Linked DNA regions of Hordeum vulgare: region 1 is linked to region 2. A link is a contact called in public Hi-C data. All regions are on one chromosome and are shown on one strand. The core of a region is the stretch at or near the end of the contact, and the rest is flanking DNA. Distances in the headings are between cores, read along the strand shown.

The links. Hi-C and Micro-C count contacts between places; a contact is called where the count stands out from the background.
Region 1: a contact with region 2 is called in a Hi-C map of seedling, with 3 times the contacts expected there. The contact joins the promoter of LOC123405965 here to the promoter of LOC123406135 in region 2. A contact is called at or near these places in 2 of 6 Hi-C or Micro-C datasets (leaf and seedling) and 1 of 1 datasets of contacts at active chromatin or transcription factors (embryo).

What each region holds. Positions count from the first base shown.
Region 1 is chr6H:325,586,580-325,589,581 of MorexV3_pseudomolecules_assembly, forward strand. It overlaps LOC123405965 (plant intracellular Ras-group-related LRR protein 2-like), which reads left to right and starts at 1,445. Exons shown (of 3, transcript XM_045099473.1): 1 at 1,445-2,140; 2 at 2,444-2,610; 3 at 2,749-3,002. The coding sequence starts at 1,445.
Region 2 is chr6H:325,046,395-325,049,702 of MorexV3_pseudomolecules_assembly, forward strand. It overlaps LOC123406135, which reads right to left and starts at 1,749. Exons shown (of 2, transcript XM_045099616.1): 1 at 1,503-1,749; 2 at 1,007-1,400. The coding sequence starts at 1,640. The coding sequence ends at 1,248.

The DNA.
Region 1 (3,002 bases), core at 195-2,694, 540 kb after region 2:
ATTGGTGCTCGAGCGGCGGCCTTCGTCAAGTGGTGCGCGATATCGATGTTAGTAAAGCCGGCGATGGCGGGAGGGATCCAACACAAAGGTCTTCACCGGTGACCTGTCCTGGCTGGATCATCGTCCGAGGGTAAGAATAATGTTCTCCCTGCCCTATCCCCGTCTCACCGGTATGTTTTCACCGGTGGAAGCCATATGAAGTTGTATCTTGGGTGGTTCTTTTGGGATCCACCGGATTTAGTCGGCTTTCGTGGTATTGCCCTTATCAATGTTCTTTTCTATGGGGCAGCCATTTGCGCCATTAGTGTCTTATGGTTTACATCGATGACTTTTCACCCTCTGCTTCTATAAATTTTGATGTTTTAAAAAGTTATTCTTGTCGAGGTGAAGGTCTAGAGGCGACATCGACCTATGCTTACAGTGCATTATAAATGAAAGATTTTAAATACAATTTTTATAAATATGTACTCGTAAGGACTTGTTATTCCTTAGGTCTTTTCACATAGAGACACGGAGAGAGAGAGAGAGTATTTCTCATGTGCATGGCAGAATTGATATTCCACGTTTTATGTTTAGGGCGTATCACATGGTAGAATTTCTGTAACATCCTGTTTTCTAGATAATCGATCGATGCACGGAAACATCTCTCGATGTCCTCCCCAACCCATCTTGATCCTTCGTATATTTCTGTTTTATTACTTGCTTGATTACATGGTTGAAAGTCAAAATTCCGGAACCATCTTGAGGGAGGTCCAAACTGTGGGAGCTTGGCGGTGCCCATCTTTGTCGCACGGCGTTGTGCTTTGATGCACCGAAAAATCATCTTCACGTTCTTATCCACGCGTGCCTCCTGGATCACAAGCATCGGCGGTCATCTTTTCCCAACTCCCAAGAATAGAAACATCGATGCCCACCGTTCAAATTATCACACGTGGACCATATTAGGGAATATGCACTAGGCTAGTTTAGTTCATTCCACTCTTTAGTTTAATCTTGACTCATAAACTACATAGTAAGTACTCTTTATTTAGTTTATTTAAATTAATGTCTTGCATTGTGGGACGGAAGAAGTACTATTTTATGAGCAAGTAGACGGGGATATCGAACAGTTTCCGACATGGACGGTCAAATATGAAATGAATTGCCCCAAACAGATTAAGTTTGCCAAATGGGATTCCAAATTTGGGCAAATAAAGCCTAACTTAACTTAAATCGTACGTAGACCACATGACAGGGCGGCATGCGACGCTGCATCCGGACCGTTGCTAGTCGGTCCAACGGCGTAGACACGCATGCGTTGAACAGTCAGCCCACACAACTTCCCCGCCACATATAAATATCGGAATCCTTGAGGGATCTGCCGCCCGCTATCTTCTTCTTCGTCTCTTCCGAATTCCGATCCCCGGCCTCAGCTTCAAGCCGGAACCTCCATTCCGCAGCCGCCATGGATCCGTCGCCGAACTCGCACCCGATCCTCTCCTATGTGCTCTCCCGCCTCCCCTCGATCAAGACGGGGTCCCCGAGGCTCTCCTCCCCGCGCGACCTTGAACAGCCTCCGCCGCCGTCCCCGTCCCCGCGCGCCCCGTCGGGCCCCGCGGAGTTCGAGCTCGTGGAGCGCATGCCTGGCCTCCGACATCCGTCCGTCCTCGCCTCCATGACGCGCGCAGTCGCCGACATCACCTGCGCCCGCGACGCGATCCGCCACCTCGGCCCCCGCCCCGACCACGAGCTGCTCGACTCCTCCCGTGCCTTCCTCCTCTCGTACTCCCATGGAAACCTCGCCGGATTGGGGAATCAGGAGGAGATCTACGAGAAGGTGGTGGCGAGCCAAGAGCTTCTCCGGTTAGACGAGGAGCACGAGGCTTACGGGGCCCTGCTGCGCCAGGCGGAGGAGAAGCTGGAGCGGGTGTACCGGATGGCGATGCACGGAAGGGACGTGGTGGGAGGTGGCGGCAATAGAGGGGAGGACGAGGGATCGGGCGGTGTGGACGAGGAGGTGGTGAGGCTGCTCAAGCAGGCGGAGGAAGGGAGGGCGGTGGAGCAGGTGCGCCTCGCCGACCGCCAGCTGCGCCACCTGCCTGAGCCCTTGGGCCGGATCCGCGGCCTCCTCGTGCTCGACGTCTCGCGCAACCATCTCCAGGTCAGGGTTTGCTAACGCCGCCTCCGTCTCTCCCCATCCCCATGCATATATCACACGTACAGAGTATATAGGAGTACGATCGATCGATGGGAGATTCTGGTAATCGTTCGTCCGATCCGGGAAATTCGGGCCTTCGAACGTTAGGTTGATTTGAGGCTCTATATATACGTGTAACAAGGAAAATGGATTTCCATAGTTTACTTGCACGTTGCAAATCCTGTTTCTCCACAAGGCACAAGGGTAATTTGGTTCGGCAATACACATAGCACAGTGCTTACCGGTGGTTTTACATGGAGATTGCAGGCTGTCCCCGATGCCATAGGCGGGCTTGAACATCTGGAAGAACTCCGCCTCGCTTCCAATGTGTTGGTCTCCCTCCCGGATTCCATCGGGCTCCTCTCCAACCTGAAGGTCCTGGACGTCTCTGGCAACAAGCTCAGATCTCTGCCCGACAGCATCTCAAAATGCAGGTGACCAACCAGCCAGCCATAGCCCCCCATGCATGCATTCGCAAGGCATCTTCCTTCTTGGCGCTAGCTAGACCCATTCCAGTTTGCACTGTAAACTAGCTAGAAATGCTCGCTAATCGTCTCAATTCGGGACTCCAGGTCACTGGTGGAGCTGGATGCCAGCTACAACGTTCTGGCGTACCTCCCGACGGGCATCGGCCACGAGCTGGTGAACCTGCAGAAGCTCTGGGTGCAGCTCAACAAGCTGCGTCAGCTGCCGTCCTCCATCTGCGAGATGCGGTCCCTGCGCCTCCTGGATGCGCACTTCAACGAGCTCCGCGGCCTGCCCTCCTCCTTCGGCAAACTGGTGGCGCTTGAGTCGCTCAACCTGAGTAGCAACTTCAGCGACATGC
Region 2 (3,308 bases), core at 499-2,998:
AATATCTTTTCCTTAAATCCTATATGTTCATGAGATCAAGGATAGACTATATATAGTATCCATACTATGCACACTATCGTGCATGTAAGGCTGAAGCCAAAAGGTTAATCTGTGCATGCTAAGGATTAGGAGCATCAACCTATATATAGATAGAGATGACAGATGCGGAAGATGGCACGTCGAAGCTTTACTAATATTTACCACGGGTTAGAGGATGGACCAGGATCAGGGCACCCTTCGCCATCAACAGTGATGCGCATGTATGTAGCCATGTACTTTCTCCACCTGATTCGACGCCTAAAACTTCTAGCAGCTACTTCATGTCCTCCACTACTTCACGCTTCACGGCTTACTTGATCATCGCCGTTGTGTCGTTCCACTTCTTCCTGCATGTGCTGGTCCTGCTATAATGATCATTGGGTCATAGCAGGATAGCTAGACTAAGCTACACCACGAAACACTCACAATTTTTTAGACCAACTGAAATTTAATGAGAATGAGAATGAGAGGCCCTGGAAAGGAATCTACTGAAATTTAACCAATGTGGCTAATTTTGCGTCCACTCCACTAGGAGACGAACCTAGGCAGGTGCAGACACGCAACTGGGCTACGACTTGGTCCTCACCAATAACCATAAGTTCATAATTGATCCATTGCTTCCCAATACTTGGTAAATGCTTCCTCTTACATAGAGATGATCTACTTGGCACCCATGTGTTATGTAACTGGAGTGGTCAAACATTGAACCCTATCTCAAATTGAATCCGACCTCTGTCTCTAATATTCCATCTCTAGGGCGGTCACCCCCTTGTCCCTATCCATAACACTAAATATAGATTGACCATCACAATTTACATACATGGTGCTGCTTCAGAAAGGAATACAAGGAGCACATTAGTGAATCACGTGTCCCTAGCTTCCAAACGCAGATACCCAATATCAGATTATCATTGACTCAGCTGTAAAGAAACGTGGCCAAGAAGCACAAGGCGGTAAGGCATTCACATAGAGAAATGATTCATATCGGTGTTTCGATAAATACCTGACAGCATTAACGAGCTAATCCAAGGGTAGGTAAACCCCCCGAATCGTCGAAACACCATGTAGCAAAGTAAAGTATGATAGCTTGCACAAATTGATCTAGTAACAACTAGAGATAATTGGGGATCTCGGGCTGCAACAAGCGTACAGATTGCTTTGCAGAAAGGCCAACGTATTGGGACTGGAGCCTGGGGGAGCCGGACGGCTCAGCCGGTTTCTTGGTCGAAATCGTCCCCGTCGGATTCGTCAACGTTGTCGACGTCGTCCTCTTCCACCTCCGCGTCGTACTCCTCCTTCACGTCGTTGGTGGGCTTGCCTATGATCACCAGGTTGCTGTTGGTCTTGCGGATCGCGTTCAGCTGAGAGGGGAGAGCAAGTAAGAGCAGAGCGGGGTAGGCGTTAGAGCTGCGGGGTGCGGTGGGGACGAAGGACACGGACATGAAGGGGAAGGGCAGCGGTACCTTGTCTTCGAGGTCGGACTCGGCCATGGCGAGGAGGAGCTCGTCCTCCTGGGTAGTTGCGGGCACGGGGAGGAGTGTGGACGCCGGAATCAGCGGCGGCGACGGCCACTGCCGCATCAGCGCCGGGAATCGCAGCATCTCCTCTCCACCAACCACTTCGCCGCCGCCGCTAGTTCGGTTTTGGGGGGCAGGGAGAGAGGAATTCGACTGGCGAAGGCTATTCCTACTGAAATGTGACCGGCCGACGGCGTCGAGGTTTTTTCCCTTCGGCAGTTTCGTTCCAACACAGTGGGCTGGGATTTGCTGGGCGAGCAGCAGCGCCTGGCTGGCTGGCTTTCTGGCCCAGCCCATCCCCAGTACGAAGAAGGCCTCCATTTGGAGGAATACTAAAGATAGGAATTTTGCAAGAAAAAAAATCGTTGAAGCCCCCTGGTTTGTACTCCCTCTGTAAAGTAATATAAGAGCGATTAGATTACTAAAATAGCATTCTAAATGCTCTTATATTAGTTTATGGAGGGAGTAGGAATGTATTCCTATTCGTATGAAGGATAAAAATAAATCCTTTACATTTTAAAGAAAAAAGGACTCAACTAGGCAGCGGCGCTGCATGTTGGCATTCCCGTGCGGCGGTTGTTGTTCACATCCTAAATATGCTTCTAATGTTTGAAATTTAAAATATTTTATCTTTATAACCGTTGATTCAATCGATGATCTGTTTTCATCGTTGACTTTATCGCGATAAGATCTTCGAAACAAGATCCCATATCGACATGTTTCGATAACTTTTTTTCCATCTGATAATTGCCATATTCTTTCACTCACTTACCATATTATTAACCACTTACTTGCCGGATAAAATAAACTTAATTGCTATATTTTTTATGTCGTTTCATACAAAGATTATGTGTTTATAAAATGCAATTCACAGAATGTTTTGATGTTCTTGCCATGTTAATCCTACCTAGTTGTCATATTATCTCATAAAGCTTGTCGGTGCTTATATAATCCTATTTACGATAGTTTTTTTGGTGTTCTTATCACTTTCTTTCTACCTAGTTGCCATACAATCTCATGCAACTTGTCAGTTATTGTAAAGAATAGTTTGTGTGTTGTTTTGCTGTACTTATTAATTTAATTCTATCTGATTGGTGTGTTGTGTCATAAAATGACATTTGATTGTTCTAAGACCTAGTTGTTGTGGTGTTTGTTTTTCTTATCAAATTAATTCAACTCAGTTGTCTATATAAACTTGTCAATTATTATAAATACTAATTGTCGTATTATTTTGCAACCCATGCCATTTAAGTTATATGCAGTGGCCAGTTATTTTCATATGTACTAGTATATTATATATGGATAAAACTATACTCAGTTGCCTTATATAAGCTTGTCAGTTATTGTGAATACAATTGTCTCGTTATTTTGCCGTGCTTGTCATTTAAACATATCTGAAGACCAATTATTTCATATGTATTAGTACACTATATATGAATAAAAAAATTGTGTGAGAGGTTAACAAATAATGGTTACCTAGCATGTAAATCCTGCACCTCCTACTACCTGATTACTAGGAATAGTCAAAAGCGCATGCATGCATGCTACTAATTAATATGCGTGTGTACTTGCGTAACAGGATACAAGCGTGGCTAGCATGCTGTGTCATTTAAAAAACTTAGACCATATGCATGCATGCTACTAATTAGTATCATTGTTAAGGAAATGTAACGGTAGCTGCTCGGTCAGCTTGGGAGTAGAGATTAATCGATGAATCGTTTTATTAATTAAATTAATCGATCGGCCATTAAT